Linked DNA regions of Mus musculus: regions 1 and 2 are each linked to region 3. The links are chromatin contacts, called in public HiChIP or PLAC-seq and promoter capture Hi-C maps. All regions are on one chromosome and are shown on one strand. The core of a region is the stretch at or near the end of the contact, and the rest is flanking DNA. Distances in the headings are between cores, read along the strand shown.

Region 1 (3,868 bases), core at 897-3,396, 530 kb after region 3:
GTTTTTATCTCAGTGAGAAAAGTCAGTTGTTTTGGGATTCTATGTAATGTATTTTTATTTGAATTATCTTAAAGTTGGATACATGATTATTTACATAGTTCATATTTCACTACTGAATCTCAAATAATATTTTATTTGATCACATGGATTTAACCCTTTGTGAGTAATGGATTTTTTTCATAATAGAGCTAGTATTTGTTAGCTACAGAGAACCTAAAAAAATCTGCAGAAACTACCAATTACACTTGCCTCTCTAATTCTGAAAGAACCATACTTAATGAAGTGTGCTTTCCACCCCCTAGACATTTTCAAAAGTACACGTTTTAAAATAAGAATTACTTGGGTTTTTAAATATATACTCAGGAACTTTTCCATATCATTAACTAGCTTTTAAACTAACTTAATATCTGTATTTCTGTCATCAACCATTTAAATTACCATGTGCTTTAATGTCATTTTTTTGTATATCTGAAAGTTTTTATTTAATGTTTTTATTTTTCTTCTAGGTTCTTAGTTGGGGATATTATTGATTCAGAGAGCAGAATTATCCTCATAATTTTTAATGTGTATCACCCAATGCCATCCAACACACTGTTCCTACTAACTTCTGGTAGTCTGTGAGATGTATAGTAAGTGTTATCCCTGTTAGTGCTCTTTATTAATATCTTAGAATAAGAGAATTTTAAAAGGTCCTTACAATTGAGGGGCGAAAACACCATGTACTTTATATATCAAATATTGTCAATACTAAAAATTTTGTTGTAATAATTACAGCTCAAAATAGATTGTACTTTAAAACATTATCTTTAGACCCTATCACCCTAAATTAGGATGTAATTTATGAGATTATCAATTTGAGGCTGGGGAGGTGGCTCATCTAGTAGACTCCTTGCCTGTCCCACACAGAGCCCTGGGTCCAGTGCCCAGCATCTCATAGCCCAGATCTGGTGGCACATGCCTGTGATTACAGCACTGGGAAAGACATGAGAGCAGAGAGGAAAGGACAAGAGAAGAGAAAATGGTCACCTTATAAGTGTTTGCTGTAAAAAAGTTTTTATCATTAAAAGATTTTAAATCACATTAAATTCCTTATTTATTTGAGGAGTGGGGCACTCATTTTGAGGTCAACAGCTAACTTGTGAGAGTTGGTTCTCTACTCCTTCCAACCCGTTATGGGTCCTGAGGTTTGAACTCAGGTCATGGGTTTGTTGGCAAGTGTGTCTATCCACTGAGTTGTCCAACCAGCCTTTGTAATATTCATTTAATAGATAAGGAAACAGCTAAATTCAAATTTGTCAAATTTTGCAAAAAGCATAATCTTGAAGCCTAAAGAGTAATATCAAAGTCGCACTCTTTAATTCTGAGGCTGGGATGGTTACTCCTAAAACTTGATAAAATATGAAGCCTCTTACTTTTCTACAGTGGAAAAGTATAATCTAAGGATACATTTGACCTTATTTTAGGTCACTATTTTGATACTAATTCCATAGTTGAAACATTATATTAAATGATTTGGTAAAAGTCAAAGACAATAGCAAAGTTAAAGAGATGAACACTGATAACCAGTGTGATATACGACAGTTGAAATGCAAGTAAAAGTCTCTTTCTTAAGTCATGGTGTCCTGTTGGATGCATATTGGGGTCAAGCTGTGGTTTCATCCTCCGCTTTCTCCCACCTGGAGTCCAGATGCAGCTGTACACTGGACTGCAAGGGGGAAGTGGAGTCCGGAGTAGGCAGGATCCTAGTCCACCTGGAGCAAGTGCTGGTGTGGAGAGGAAGAGAGGGAGACAGACTGACAGACAGACTCGCCTTCTCGAAGGATCTTAGTGTTAATATCTCTTATACGAAGAACTTCTCCAACAGTCTTTAATGAAACAGCTCCAGCAGACTTCAAGGAAGCAGCTCTTAGAAGGTCTCGTGTACCTTTAGTTTTTTTTTTAAATCTTATTTTTAATGATGGTTCTTAAACGCTTTAATCTTTCTTGTAACCCACCACCCACCAGAGGTATTGAAAAAGAAAGGAATCCAGGGTGGGTGTGGGGGGAGTAGATCTGTTTAGAAAGGTTCTTTGGAGCAATTCCCGTCTGTATTGTCTGGAAATTCGCAGTTCATTTCACAGGTTAGCATGCATTGGCAGCTTGATCCATTTGCAAACACTTCATGGACACACCAGTAGTCTAATTTGGTAGAATCAGGTTAGCAATGGGTGACACAGCTAGCAGAGACAGCCAGGCCTCAGCCTTGGCTCCAGTCAGCAGGAGGGACCAACAGGAACACCAGAAGTTCTCGGCTGCGCCACTCTCAGGAAGTGAAGATCAGTGAAGACCCACAAGCAAGCGTTGTACAGCTAGCTCTGTCTCTGTCACTCCGTGGAGTCTTTTTTATACCCCCCCAAACATCACTGTCCTCCATGTGCCTTGCCTCAGCACTCACATCCAATCAGCCAGGGTCTGTGGAGACCAGACAAATGCAGCTCGACTACGCAATGTAAGGTGGGCTAATACATTCATGTTGTTAGCAAAGAGTCCTTCATCATGAGTCCTTTGACGTGCTTGCTTTAGTGGAACATCTCCCCTGTGTCTGCTTTGTATGTCTGCCTTAGCCTTTCACACCTGTGTCCACTTTAAGGAAATGTTCCTTCACCTGTTTGCCCCAGCAAAACACCATCCAACCGACTTTCCAAAGAGCCCTTCAGTTTCCACTTCAGTCTCAGTTGTACACATACCTTTATCCAGGGTGGACTTGTACCTCATTTGTGTGGAGAGGCACTCTAGGGATCCCAGGTACTGGTTGGGCCGGTTGCTATGGGGGAGAGGGAGTTGAATTTGGAGATCTGACAAAGACTGCTCACCCTTCCCCAAGTAGAGAAGGTTGGGAGTCATGATCCCCAGCCAAGGTAAAGGAAGGAGAAGCCCTGCTTGTAAAGGGAGTCCTCCATTTTGCACCAAGCTCAAGAGAGCTCTCTGGACAGTTGTAGACTTCGACCCTTGATTAGCAGGGTTTCCCGATAGCGTCCAACCTTCGAGCCAGTGGTATTTGTGCCCTTGAGAGTTCAGGACTTCCTCCTTGTTCGTGGGTCCCATTCTGCAGTTTGAGTTAACTGCTGTGAACCATGCTCTCAAAAGATAAAATGGCAAATTCTGTAAAATATGCCATTTATATGTTTTAAGTTGTAGGTCATTCTCAGTAGCATAATGAAGCTTGTGCTGTTCTGTAAGTGTCCCACTTGAGACAAGAATTGTTTCTTTGTCTAGCTTATTAATTCACAGTGTTAGTCACGGAGTAGCCACTGAATTATCAGACTAGGTTGTGTGATCTTGCTGTTCTGTAGTCATGGAGCCCTTGTACAGCAGCCTGATGTAATGTCACGGTGCCGCTGTTTCACACTGTTCACCTCACTTTCTCTCAGGACCTAGGCGGCCATTGTGTTATCACAAACAGAGGGGTGGATACAGTATAAGACTCCCCACTAGGCCTGACATCTTAAAGTTTCAACTACTTCTGATGCTGTAGAGAGGATCTCTTATAAGCATTGCCTGTTGATAGAAAAGCCAATAGCCAATGAGCTGAGGCAGGGAATAGGAGATGGAGAGGGGTAGGAAGAGTGACAGAAGTAGGAGCCTTGGGGAGGGATGAGGGCTAGTCACAGAGAGGCATGGAGGAAGACACTAAGAAAGAAGGGGGCCAGGACTAAAGGAGAGATAACTCACCACGCAGAAGACATTGGGTAGTTTGAATGGGTTCAATAAGTTACAAGCTAGTCGGAGAATGAACACAAAGTTATGATAGGCCTAGGCATTTGTTAGTAAATAGTCTCAAAGTCCTTATTGTTAGGGGCTAAGTGCTCGGCATTTTACCTACATTCCT
Region 2 (3,580 bases), core at 970-3,469, 520 kb after region 3:
GCCCATTGCCATGCTTGATACACAAAGTAAGGCAGCCGAACTTACTGCATGACATTTGTGTTTTAAAGGTCAAGGGTAATTTGATTTTAAAAGTTTCACTGTAGGTGTCTACCTCCTAGACCAGCGGAGCGGATTGTTCTTACCAGCTCTAGATGAGTTAGAGATCTGAGTGCAGCTCCGATCCATCATCACGAGTTAAATGTTGTTTACTTTGTGTATTTGAGCCTCACCACTAGGCCTAGTTTGGTAATCCAAAAGTGTTGCTCTCCTGAGAGTTGCTTGGATATTCCTTTAGCCTTCTAAACCTTGTTGCGTGTGTGTCTGTGTGTCTCTGCAGCATGTTGTTCACTTGATAATCTCTTGGCCAATTCATTGTAATCAAACGTGTAGGAATTTACCAAGTCTTAAGTTTAATGGGTTTTGTTGCAATGGATATTAGATGCTGTATACACATTTAGTATTTTATAGCAGCCTTAGTAAAATAGCTTACAGAGCCTGAAAGTTCAGTGTCCTAACGATGAAAGCAAAAAGCACATAGATGGTTGCAGTTGAGTATGGCTATAGAATCTACTAATTGACAGAACCGTCAGTCTCATGGGATGGACTTTAAGAAGTCTGCCTAGTGCAGGCTGTGTGATAGAGGCAAGCTGTTCTTCCTGGTGTGCTTGCCTGCATGAAGTTAACTACTGAAGGATGGGGAGAAAGGACAAGGAGACACAGGTCAGAACTGCCTATTTCTTAGCAGTAACTCCATTCTTTTTTAAAGAAACACTGGAAGGAGATTGTAGAGATTTCTTTGTTATTTGAAACATGGGCTTTATGCTGATGCAAAGATGATCTCATGAATTTAGGCATAGGCATTATTTTATTGGCCATTTGGGTGGTAGGTCACTTTAGTATTGTCCTTTTGCTTTCTTCTTCCTAAAGGATTTTATTCGTAACACAGGTTGGGATAACACAATTGCTGGTGGAAGCTTAATCAGTTACTTAAAATGCTTTGTTTATAAAACTTTAAACTAAAAAAGAAAAAAAGAAAACCTTAAACTTTTTTTTAAATGTAAATCTGGTACCAATTCTTTCTAAATCTTCCTTTTTAATAACAAGAAATTATAGTATAGCAAACGAAGGAATGGTGGGAAGGTTTATTTTAAAAACTCAATGTAAGAAAGTTCTCTTGGGGCTGGTGAGATGGCTCAGTGGGTTAGAGCACCCGACTGCTCTTCCAAAGGTCCAGAGTTCAAATCCCAGCAACCACATGGCGGCTCACAACCATCCGTAACAAGATCTGACCCCCTCTTCTGGAGTGTCTGAAGACAGCTACAATGTACTTTACATATAATAAATAAATAAATAAATCTTTAAAAAAAAAAAGAAAGTTCTCTTAAAATGTTTTTATAACAGCCTACTTCTGGCTGACAACATCACAGTTGGGCTGTGTATTTTATTATCTAACTCATTAAATTTGCATTGTTTAAACCTCTGTCCTGAGTAGTTTACATGAACTCATTCTCCTTTATACCCCACTTTGACACAAACCTATTATGATGTTGTAAATCCAGAAACTGGACAAAGGATCTTAAAAACATTGCTCAAGGTCACACAGGAGTTGGGCGTTTAAAATGGTGTTCTAGGGCTGGAGACATGGCTCCGTGTGTAAGAGTACTTGCTGTACAAGCCTGAGGGCCTGCGTTGAGATCCCCAACACCAATGGCGGTGCCAGATGTGCTGCATGGTTGTCTCTGATCCCAGTGCCCCTGCAGGGAGCTGGGAAGCAGAAACAGGGGAAGCTTAAGCATGTGGGCTGATTGAGCACAAACCGTGGAAAACAACACACCCAGTCTCAAGGTGGAAAGCCCACCCCTAAGTTGTCTTCTGACTTTTGCACATGCCACAGTGTCTGCACACCTGTATTTACACACTCATAAGGCATTGGGCACACACCCAGCATTTGTTACCAAACACATGTGATAATAATTATAACAATTGACTTGAAAGCAGTAAGCAGAGAGAGTAAAGAGGTAGGGGTAGTTGTGGGATTATGGGCTGGTAGTTTTCTAATGTTTCACTGTATCTTTTTTCAGTAAAATCGGTGTGCTGCACAACAGTTGATCTTATGTTTATCTTACTGGAGTTCCACAGTTACTCTACAAGATAGGACCTAGTGTACTAGTCCTGTTTGGTTTTGTATGGAAGTCAAGGACTTTCACAAACAAAGTAGTTATGTATTTAAAGCCCTCCCTCAACTTCCTGATACACTGTAGCTTAACTGTTAGACTATCCTGTCACTTGCTGATACACTGTGGCTTAACTCTTGTTAGACTATCCTGTCACTTTCTGGTACACTGTAGCTTAACTGTTAGACTGTCCTGTCACTGTCACCAGCCAGTTTCTTAGGGATTCATGCAACTCATTATGGAGGCTCTTTCAACAAATGGGAAAGAAATCTAATTTGGTATAGTCTGAAAAAATTCAAAACTATAATTCAGAATTACAAGTATAGTGTTTTAGTTAGTGATTTGGACCTAAGCTTAAACCCTTCATACGGTTTTATGAAGCAGACATGAAGACTCAGTTTTAGCAAAGAAAACACATTAATATATGTGATAAGTGCTGCTTTTGTATAATTTTATCACTCTCTTTCCTTTTCTCTCCTTTAAGAGAGGGTCTCGTGATCAGGCTTGGCCTTGAACTCTTTGTGACTTTAAGTGGCCTTGCACTCCTGATGGTCCCTGTTTCTCCAGGACCTGGGAGAGTGGCAGTGCCGCTGCGCCCAGCTTAACCGTGCGCAGGGCATGGTGCGTGTGGGGCGAGTGCTGCACCCACTCAGCTGCAGTCCTGGCCTTCACAGAATATTTAAGCAAAACTACATGCGTTAATGTTTCCCTGTCTGGGTTATAACTTAACAGCATGAAAATACACTTGTATGTAGACGAGATTTGGCATAAACTGATGCTGGGTGTTTTAAGCCGGCATATGCAGATCCAGGATTTTTCTGAAAATAGTTACTCTCAGAAGAAATGGATACTAGAAATGATGTGATAACCTGGCGGAAGCAGTTTTGAGTTGGAGCAGCGCTCCCTGCCATCACTTCATAGCTGACAGTTGATGTTTGCCTGGATGGGGGTAATGCTTATCTGCAGTATTTTAATTCTTAACACTATCCTATAAGATTGATGCCTATTTCATTACAATAATAGGAAACTTAAGGTTTAAGAGAAGGGTCAGTAGTTTACACAAGGGCACACAAACATAAAGCAGTGAGCTGGTCTGCTCTCAGAGACCAAACATTTAATGGCCATGTAAATTATTGCTCTTTATTTAGTCGGTCATAGAATGAATGACTAATAGAGACAGAAAAGGCACAGTTGTTACTGTACAGAAATGGAGGTTTTAGTTGGTGAGACAGAGCCAGTTTATGGTTTCTGTTACAGGCTGAGTGCTGTTCTGCCCACTGACCATGGATCAGTGATGGCGGAGAATAATCTTTGGGATTAGTGGAAGGACTAAAAGGAAAAAACAAAGTAAACCGGCTATGTGAAGTAATAAGACAAGGAAGGAAAGTCTTCCTTGAAGGGACATA
Region 3 (3,564 bases), core at 460-2,959:
TTCCTTGTGGCAACAGTCATGTCTACACAAAAGACCACAATGGCTCTGTAACACTTATCAAGCAAGAAGCAAAAGGCATCTATAAAATCTCTTACAATTTCCAAGTGACTCACTGAGACTTAGGTCAGAATCAAGCCCAAGAATTTTCGAGCTATAAAGTAGCTTTAGGTCGGAAGATCCAGAACTTCTACATCTGCTGAGAGAACCTAGCAGGTCAGTGATGAGACCGGGTGGGTTGGAAGAAGTGGGTGGAAAGGCCTCTGGAGGCACTTTCTGAGGTGCATATAGTAAAAGGGCCACCCCAACACTGGCTATCTGTGGTTGCAGACAAGATGCTCACCTATCGGGCGGTCAGGTGAAACAGTGGCAGTAACTCCTAGGCAGAGATGAAGCGACCACTGTAAAAACTTTTAGTACCGGACTCAGCGGACTCAGCGCACGAAAATCGCCATGGCTAAATGAAGATGGAAACTTCCTCCTGCAACCCACACACCTCTGGAACCGAGAGTTCACTAAAGCCTTCCCTTCCCTTCTCAGTTCCCAGTCTGTCCTGAAGCCGAGTTTTGCTTCAGAGTCCCCCTGCTTCGGCCTCTGGAGGGCTGGCATTATAGGTCATAACTGGTATTACAGGTCGCAGATGGCATTTCAGGCCATAGGGGTCATTGCTAGCATTACTGGTCCCGGCCTCTCTTCCTCTCTCTCCCTCTCATAGTCTCCTCATCTTCTCAAGATCTCCAGAGTTCTGCACTTACTTTTCATGTTACAAGTAGTCTTCTTTGGTAAAAACCGGAGCTTAAGGAGCAAGGAGAGCGTCTCCTGGACGTTTTCTCTAATTTGTACTGTCCTTTAGTGCATATTCGTGATTAAATTCCTGCGTTATTATTGATCGCAATGTTTTTTCCCTTCAAGTGAGAACATTAACTATGAGGTTGGGACTATAGATAAGTGGAGAGTACTCCCTTAGCACGCCAGGGGTGCTGGGCTGGACTCCTAGCATCTGAGAGGCGAAAGAGGAAAAGGGTAAGAATATAAAAGAATAAAACACACAGTGGATGTAGTAGTGTCTTGTCATTGAACATTGACTAGGAACGGGCTCAGGAGGCAAGTGCTTCTCCAGGGAGTGAGCGACAACCCGGGCACTGCAGGGAAGCCACCATTCACCAGCGTCCTTGAGAGCAGCTGTGCAGACCCAAGGACTTGGTACTCCCGCCGCATCTGCGCCCCAGTCCTTGGGTTGTCAGGGCGGCATTCCTTCACTCTCTACCGTCATTTCCCCCTTTCGTTTCTTTGTCCTTCCTGGTACTACAGTTTCCCATATTGTCTTATTAAAGAGTTTACACGTAGCTATGGCGTGTTTTGTTCGGCCTAGTTCCGGGGCTTGGAGGGCACCCCGCGACCACTCCCCGCATGTGCTCCTTCGGGCGGGGGCACAGGGGCTCTCCGTGCGCACGTGTGTCGTTTTCCTCCCCCACACTAAGCGGGCACCTTGCAACGTCTCGTCATTCTGCAGATTAAAGACCCTCGTGAGCTCATAGAAGCCGGCCTGCCTCTGCGGCTGCAGCGCTCCCCGCAGGCGCGGCGCGGCTCGCCCGGCTTCTGCCACTCCCCTTCCCCCAACCCCCCCAGCCCGACTTCCTCCCAGGCTCCTCGCAGCCGGGGCGGTTTGATCTGGGGCGGGAGCGGCGGCGTCCCTCTGGGCATGCTCAGTCGCAGGCTGAGCAGCGCCTGCTGAAGCAGAGCGCGGGCGGAGCGCAGCGGGGCAGTGCCGAGAGGGCAGAGCGGAGCTTGCGGCCCGAGCCGAGCGGAGCCGAGCGGAGCCGAGAGCAGCCGAGTGACGGTCTCCGGGAGACATGCAGATGATGACTAGGAAGGTCCTGCTGAACATGGAGCTGGAGGAGGACGACGATGAGGATGGAGACATTGGTGAGTGCCGGAACCGGGGCCAGGGCAAGGGGGATCCGGGGCGGACGCCTCTGCGCGGAAGCCGAACCTCCCAAGCAACTTCGGGTCTTTTTCCTGCGTCCGCTCCGGGCGGTGTTTTGGGGGCCCCTGCTCCCGGGTTCACGACACACCTGAGCCGGATTCTCCGAGGCCACAGGCTGCGCCGCTGCACCAGCCCGCAGAGACACAAACAAAAGGGCTGGAGCCGCGGGCGCGGGGCAGGGACGCGGGGCGACGCCGGGCGGAGGACCGTGGCACGTTTCCATCAGGCCTCCTGGATGTCAAAATGTTCCCTCTCAAGGCCTCCAAACACTTTACAAAGTAAATTTAGGAGTTGGGTGTGGCTTTTCCTTCCTTTCAGGTTTTGCTCACAGACCAATCAAAGGAATTTGGTAACTCCCAGGTCTAGACGAACTTGGGAATTCCACGCCGCGATTTAGCCTTGGCCTTTCATTGTGACAGCGGTTTATCAGGCACTCCTCTTTGTGGAGAGAGCAAATAGTATTCCTTTTTAAGGAGAGGAGAAAAGTGTGCCCAGGTTAGCCTTCCTGGAGCCTCACACTGTCAAGTAGAAGTTTCTGATTTCCCAGAGTTGAGCAAGTTAAGGCTCTGCACCTGGCGGCTGATTGGGTAAAGGATGTAGGATGCTCTTGTCTCATGAGACTGAACAGTTAAGTGACCGTTTACATAAAATACCACCCACGGGAGCAGCGTTAAAAAGTTACACTCGTATTAGCACAGTTAGTTTCTTAGGGAAATATTCTTGTCTGTCATAGTGAGGCACTCAAGTGAGATCCAGCCGGAATAGAAATTGACATAAGCAAGAGGCTCTGAGTGTAAGCCCTTGCTGCCCTCAGATTTCAATTTAGAAAGAAAATCTAATTTGGTCTAGCCTCTGTTACATGATAGGCATCATAGGTTGTCTTCAGACCCTGCCAGTAGGCTGGCTTTGCTTTTACTGACCCATGTAATTCATGCTTGTTCCACGAAGTAAAACAGCCGATGTAGTTAACTACCTCTGCCTCTTCTTACTGTAGCCTCCAGTATTTAGATTCATACTTTAGATAGCAGACAGCCTGTTTGGACAGGCAACGTTTAAGCAGGTCCTGGCAATTTTTGGTTGTCCTTTATTGAATTATGAATTTCATGTGGATCATAGTTATGTTTTTGTCCCAGACGTTTTACCAAACCTATGAACGTTTATGTTACTACAGAATTATAAGCCTTCTTGAAGGTTTACTGAAGTAGGTTGATAGACTATTATGAACTAATTCTAAATCCAACAGTGGGAGAGGAGGCGCTGGTGAAATGGAGGACTGCAATTGAAACCTCTGCCTCCAATCTTGTAGTGTTAAAGCTCTTGGTTAGTCTCTCTCTTCGGGACTCCTCACTAGAGGGAGCGTTGTATAGTTGTTTAAAGCATAATCAGCGCCCATGTTAATTTCTGTTAAATTTTGCTTAGCTTTAAAATTCAGAGCAGGAAAGTTACTTTGACACGAGGCCCCAACGTCATCTAAGGCAAACCTCAAACAACGAAAGTAAACCATTTTAAAGTAGAAGATGTATCACGGAGGTGTTCCACCCGCGTGTGTGAAGCCGAGTCTTCTGGGAGGCCGGGTTGCC

Evidence for each region. Promoter capture Hi-C pulls out the DNA fragments that hold promoters and counts their contacts. HiChIP or PLAC-seq counts read pairs in DNA pulled down with a chosen protein or histone mark.
Region 1: a promoter capture Hi-C map of the HPC-7 cell line shows a contact between it and region 3. The contact joins the enhancer-like site here to the promoter of Ano6 in region 3. A contact is called at or near these places in 13 of 39 promoter capture datasets (the 3T3-L1 cell line, the C10 cell line, the HPC-7 cell line and 10 more), 1 of 484 Hi-C or Micro-C datasets (cumulus cells), 16 of 115 datasets of contacts at active chromatin or transcription factors (T-cell acute lymphoblastic leukemia, VIP interneurons, bone marrow-derived macrophages and 12 more) and 3 of 9 other capture datasets (adipose tissue, liver and pancreatic islet).
Region 2: a contact with region 3 is called in an H3K4me3 HiChIP or PLAC-seq map of embryonic midbrain, with 8 times the contacts expected there. The contact joins the enhancer-like site here to the promoter of Ano6 in region 3. A contact is called at or near these places in 10 of 39 promoter capture datasets (the C10 cell line, the HPC-7 cell line, HPC-7-derived erythroid cells and 8 more), 9 of 484 Hi-C or Micro-C datasets (CD4 T cells, CD8 T cells, cortical neurons and 5 more), 14 of 115 datasets of contacts at active chromatin or transcription factors (the SCID.adh cell line, bone marrow-derived macrophages, craniofacial prominence and 11 more) and 4 of 9 other capture datasets (adipose tissue, embryonic stem cells, liver and 1 more).

The regions. Positions count from the first base shown.
Region 1 is chr15:96,323,160-96,327,027 of GRCm38.p6, forward strand. All of the region lies in intron 3 of Arid2 (AT rich interactive domain 2 (ARID, RFX-like)), which reads left to right. Among named protein-coding and RNA genes, the nearest start is that of Arid2, 38 kb to the left of the region's middle. Within about 2 kb of position 2,147, at least 13 of the 459 cell types and tissues checked have an H3K27ac peak or open chromatin away from gene starts, as enhancers often do.
Region 2 is chr15:96,304,617-96,308,196 of GRCm38.p6, forward strand. The region is part of intron 3 of Arid2 (AT rich interactive domain 2 (ARID, RFX-like)); the gene reads left to right. Among named protein-coding and RNA genes, the nearest start is that of Arid2, 19 kb to the left of the region's middle. Within about 2 kb of position 2,220, at least 5 of the 459 cell types and tissues checked have an H3K27ac peak or open chromatin away from gene starts, as enhancers often do.
Region 3 is chr15:95,789,134-95,792,697 of GRCm38.p6, forward strand. Ano6 (anoctamin 6) reads left to right here and starts at 1,710. Exons shown (of 20, transcript NM_175344.4): 1 at 1,710-1,923. The coding sequence starts at 1,851. All of the region lies in intron 1 of A130051J06Rik (a long non-coding RNA gene), which reads right to left.